Linked DNA regions of Pan troglodytes: region 1 is linked to region 2. Evidence: chromatin contacts called from public HiChIP or PLAC-seq data. All regions are on one chromosome and are shown on one strand. The core of a region is the stretch at or near the end of the contact, and the rest is flanking DNA. Distances in the headings are between cores, read along the strand shown.

The links. HiChIP or PLAC-seq counts read pairs in DNA pulled down with a chosen protein or histone mark.
Region 1: an H3K4me3 HiChIP or PLAC-seq map of stem cell-derived excitatory neurons shows a contact between it and region 2, with 2.4 times the contacts expected there. The contact joins the promoter of VAMP1 here to the promoter of PLEKHG6 in region 2.

What each region holds. Positions count from the first base shown.
Region 1 is chr10:13,652,647-13,655,363 of NHGRI_mPanTro3-v2.0_pri, forward strand. VAMP1 (vesicle associated membrane protein 1) reads right to left here and starts at 1,460. Exons shown (of 9, transcript XR_010147949.1): 1 at 897-1,460.
Region 2 is chr10:13,490,422-13,493,212 of NHGRI_mPanTro3-v2.0_pri, forward strand. PLEKHG6 (pleckstrin homology and RhoGEF domain containing G6) reads left to right here and starts at 1,489. Exons shown (of 16, transcript XM_009424663.5): 1 at 1,489-1,670.

The DNA of each region.
Region 1 (2,717 bases), core at 210-2,709, 160 kb after region 2:
TGTCACTTAGAGAAGCAACATAAATACATCTAGGACCAGGCCAGGGTAGTAATCAGAAAGAAAAATCTGTATTAGACATATTGAGGTCTTGACAGAGAAGTACTTCGTTTGTTTAGCCGTAGTTTTCCCTCAGGATCTTGCGAAGGGGGTGATGTTGAAGACTGCTGGAGACTAAACTGTGTGTGTTGGAGGAAAGGGGGAAAGCTCAGCTCTCCCTATTTCTCCTCCAACTATTTGGTAAGACTCGGTGATAGAAAAACATCTCCTATACGAATGGCCGTGGTATGAATAGCCGCTTGGGATGACAGGCCACTATCCCACTACCCCTTGAGTCTTTCTGAGCTGCTCACCTGGTGCCAGAGAACTGGCAGATAAGTTTCTGCAGCTTTGCTCACTGCCATGAGGGGGGCTAGACATCACACTTTGGGTGAGGGGTAAACAAGTCCAGAGATTGTAGGGCAACACAAGTTACCAACTGGCAGTTGCACCCATGACTGTCTTTCCTGAGGCGCTGAGTAGTGATTTAGCCAGATGACAGAAATACCTTTCGAGTCCCCTGCCCAGTTGTCTCCATCCACCACCCTCAGCCCCCGCCCTCTCCGAGTCTCCACTATACCAAAACCAGAATGAGGCGCCACTCAGACGAGAGGAGAGGGTGCAATGATTGTGGGACCCCTGCGCCCCTGCCCCGCCCGTGGGGTGCTAGCTGTGGCTGGTGCGAGAATGGGGTGCTGGCCCCCCTCCCTGGGGGTGGCCCGGTCCGGAGACGGCGCGCGGTGGTAGTTCCCCGCGTTGCTGCAGCTGCTGCATTGCGCCATTTTCCGTCCCGCAGAGTCGGGAGCTTGGGGCGAGAGTTGTCAAGGAGGTGCCGAGCCCCCACACCAGAGTCAACTCACATTTTTCTGACAGAGAGAGTGAGGGTCTGTTCCTCTCCGGAGGCTGCGGCGAGACACCCGGCGAGGGACGCTGCGGCTGAAGTGGACGGAACTGCCAAGCTCCGCCTCGCGCCGACCACCCCGCGGTCTAGCTGCGGTGGAACTTACTGCAGCTGCCGCGCCGGCCCCCGCCTTTATTAGTGCTGACCACGCCTCCCGGATAACGGTGACAACCCCGCGGCCCAATCCATGCCCAGGACGGTCGCCCAGCGCTACAGGCCTAGCCCGCCCCGCCCCTGCCAATTGCCAGTCACAACTCTCCTCTCATCCGACTCCGGAAAGGAGCGGTTGCTGTGAGGGTCCTTCAGTGATCAATGCGACCATAGTTTGCGCTCCAGTCTGGCGGAGGGACGGGGCGGGGTGGAGATGAGGTCTGTCCCTTCGGAGGGCGCTTCAGCAGTTTGTTAGGCATTTGTGGTGCCTCCCAACCAATCGCTGGGCAGTTACTGAAGACCGTGCCCGCCCCTGCCCCACCCCGCGCCGGGATTCGCGCATTCAGCTGGAGGCGGTGGCTTCCTGGTGCGCGCCCAGCCCTGGTGCCCTGCTCTGGCCCTCGCTCCGCACCACCGCCCCGCCTCTGACTAACGCTCTGAGAGGGTGCAGGAGCCTCGAGACACAGCCACAAACTCCCGGTGCCAGATACCGGATGCGGGGTTCCGTCCCAGCAAAGCAAGCACGAAGCTTTCGTTCATTCGTTTCTTTCAACATAGCCTTCCTAAATTGAACTCCCTCCCAAACCTGCTCCAGTCGAGGTTACCACATCGACTCAGTTGCCCAGACCAGAAACGTGGAAACCATCCTAGATTTCCTCCCCTTCACTTTTACCTCTCCCCCAGTAATCTGCCAAGTCGAGTTGATTTTTCCTTCTTGGCATTCCAGTGATTATCTCCCCTCTGCTCACTATTATCCCTTTCCTGGACTCCATCAGTTGGAAAATTCACCATTATTTTATGTCCCGCTAAGAAAAAAGGTTACAAGGCCGGGCGCAGTGGCTCACACCTGTAATCCCAGCACTTTGGGAGGCCGAGTCAGGCAGATTACCTGAGATCAGGAATTCGAGACCAGCCTGGCCAACATGGCGAAACCTCTGTCTCTACTAAAAATACAAAACAGCCAGGCGTGGTGGCGGGCGCCTGTAATCCCAGCTACTCGTGAGGCTGAGATAAGAGAATCGCTTGAACCCGGGAGCCGGCGGTTGCAGTGAGCCGAGATCACGCCACTGCACTCCAGCCTGGGCAACAGAGCAAGACCCTGTTTCAAAAAAAAAAGAAAAAAGGTTGCAAATTATCTGTGACAAATGCTTTCCTTACCACTTAGCATTTTTGTTTTACATGTATTGAAAATATGGGTTTATATACATACCGATTTCTATATTTCACTCTTGTGCATGCATAAAAAGGGAAATAGAAAACAATAACATGGTAACTATCCCTAAAACTTCACAGAGACTGATTGTTAATGATTCATTTTTTTGACTCAGTCTTGGATGTCCACGAATTTCCACGCAATGTAGTCCTCTGTGCATTTCATAAGGGCTTTGGTGATGCAGCATTTCCTAAGAGTGTTCCTCTCCAGGCTCTAGAGTTTTCTTCCAAGCCTCAGACACCCATTTGGCAAGCTTTGATGCTCATGAGCAGGTATGACAAATATAGTTTGACTGCTGTCTGACTAATAGCTAAAGTGAAACATCCCAATTAGAAGATATTGAAATGCAAAAAAACAAACAAGCACACACAAAAAAACCCAAGTGCCTCCTAAGATCAATGATACATCATTCTGCTT
Region 2 (2,791 bases), core at 239-2,738:
AAGAAGTAAGGAGCCGTATCAATCACTGTTGAGTCCATTGGCAGGAAATAGACCACAGGCAGGGTGAGGGGCTGGGCTCTGAAGAAGTAAGGAGCCATATCAATCACTGTTGAGTTCATTGGCAGGAAACAGACCACAGGCAGGGTGAGGGGCTGGGAGCCTCAGACCTGCCACCCGCCAACTACAGGGTCTTGGGTTTCATGGTTGTGAGATTATAATGACCACACATCCACAGGACACTTCTATCTCAAATATCCAGTGCTTCTGTCAGACGAGGTGCCATGATTTGGAGAAGTGAAAAGGTGGGGAAACCGAAGCAGGAGGATCGCTTGAACCCAGGAGTTGGAGACCATCCTGGGCCACACAGCAAGATATTGTCTCTATTTTCTTTTTAAAAAATAAATTTTAAAAATAAAAAATAAAGAAAATAAAGTACGGTCCTTTCATGCAATGCCCAGCATGTGTCAGTCCTTCCACAGCATCTTTTTCTTTTTCTTTTTCTTTTCTTTTCTTTTCTTTTTTTTTTTTTTTTTTTTTTTGAGGTGGAGTTTCACTCTGTTGCCCAGGCTGGAGTGCAGTAGTGCTGTCTTGGCTCACTGCAACCTCCACCTCCCAGGTTCAAGCGATTCTCCTGCCTCAGCCTCCCAAGTAGCTGGGACTACAGGCGCCCGTCACCGTGCCCAGCTAATTTTTGTATTTTTAGTAGAGTCGGGGTTTCACCATATTGGCCAGGCTGGTCTCGATCTCCCGACCTTGTGATCCGCCCGCCTCGGCCTCCCAAAGTGTTGGGATTACAGGCGTGAGCCATCGCGCCTGGCCCCACAGCATCTATTTTAGCAGCCACCGCAAGGGCTGGGTGACCCTGGTGTAGCCGGGAGTGGGCTTATTTGCAGGTGAACTGGGAGGGTGCCCCCACCTGAGTCTTAGGTCATAGGAGAAGTGAGGGTCAGGCCTCAGATGCCTATCCCTGGAGCAAAGGCAAAGTCCAGGACAGCCTTCCACTATTACCTTCCACCAGGCAGGCCAGCCGGTCCTCTGAGAGATAAGGCTCACACTTTGGACTCCACAGCAGCGACGGGGCCCCCTGCCCCTCCAGCTGGCAGGCGGGCTCCCTGCCTGCTTAGGGGTCTAGGCCGAGGCAGGGGGAGGACGGGAGAGCCGGCCACTCGCCGCGACCAGCAGGAGAGAGGGGTGCCTGCCACAGGTTGTCACCCTCGCCGCCTCCCCCGGCGGCGCCCCGCCCCTCACTCAGCCCTCATGACTGCAGCGCCTCGCGGGGGTCTGGCCTGGAGTGGAGGGCGCGCGGTCCCAGCCCTCCCGCTCGGCCGGCGGGTGTTGAGTTCAGGTGCGACCGAAAAGGGGAAAGGAGGGCACCGCCACGTGAGCTGTCCTCTCCGGGGAAGGCGGTGGCTGCGTGAGGGCGGGGGCTGCTCGGTCCCCAGGGCCCCGCCCCTCTGCCCCGAGCGGTGCTGGCGGTAGGGAGGGGCCAGCCCGGTCCCCGCCCTCCTCGCCCGGACCCGCGCTGCCCGGCTCCCGCGGGCCGCTCGATCCCAGTCCCAGGCTGGGCATCGGGGCTGGCTGGCATCGCCGGGGAGCCGACGGCGACGGGGAGCCCCGCGGGCGGGGAGGGCGGCGCAGGGCAGCGGGTGCGGTGACACCTGTGGGCACAGGTGAGCGGCGGGGGGGCTACGCGGCCCGGGGGCGGGGCGGCCGGGACCCGGGGCCTGGAAGCCGGGGCGAAGGGGAAGGAAGGCCTGGCCTCCCGAAGGCGGGAGGAGGGGAGCCGGGGGCTGGGCTGAGAAAGGACCCTGGGTAGGGAGCAGTGCGAGGGAGACAGCGCCCTCAGAGGGAGGACTATTGGGAGGCGGCAGGAGGGACAGCGAACGTTTCCTCCTCTGCTCCTGAATCGGAGGAAGGTAAGGGAGGGCTGAGGCAGGACCTCAGGCCCACCTGGCCGGGCCACAAACACCTGCGCAGCCTTCTTGAGCCCACCGCCCCTTAGGAGGCCTCTCCTCTTCCAGGCCCTGCCCACTCGAGGGCGGGCCCTCCCTCCAGGTTTAGGGGGGAGGGATGGAGCCCCACGCCTGGCCCCCAGCTCCATGGTGGTATTCCCAGAGTCTGGGGAGGACCAAACATATAGCCTGAAACTGGAGAAACTCTATTTGGCTGGTCTCTAAGGGCAGTGGCCGGACAGCTGGCCCCGCTCACCTCCCTGTCTGTGGCCAGGAGGGTTCAGGTAGGAGATGGGCAAGCCTTTCAGTAAAGGCCAGACAGTAAAGATTAGAGACTTCGCGGCCTACACCGTCTGTCCCAACTAGCAAGAAGCAGTCACAGGTTATTAGGAGACCAGCAGAAGAGGATGGATTCCAACAAAACTGTGTTTATGGACACTGAATTTGAATATCATGTAATATTTACTTGTCCCAAAATATTGGTGGCTTTTTTGCAGGGGGGGCAGCAGTTGTTTCAACTATGTAAATATGTAAAGGCTTACAGGCTGTACAAAAACTGGTGGCAGACTGGGCTGTCTCCAGCCACCCCCACTCCCAGCCCACCCCACCCACCATAGCCTCCCTCCAGCTTTTCCCCAAGCTTTATATGGGGAAGGGGATGGGGTTACATCTAGGTGCAAGGAGAACCCTCCCACCTGGGTGTATCCAGAAAGCCCGAGACCTGTCTGTGACCCTTGTTCCCATTTGAGACCAGTGCAGGAGCTTGTACCCCAAATATGCACACATGTGAGAGAGGAGGTACATCTCCAAGGGGCTTCTTGCCCAGTATGTACCTGGAC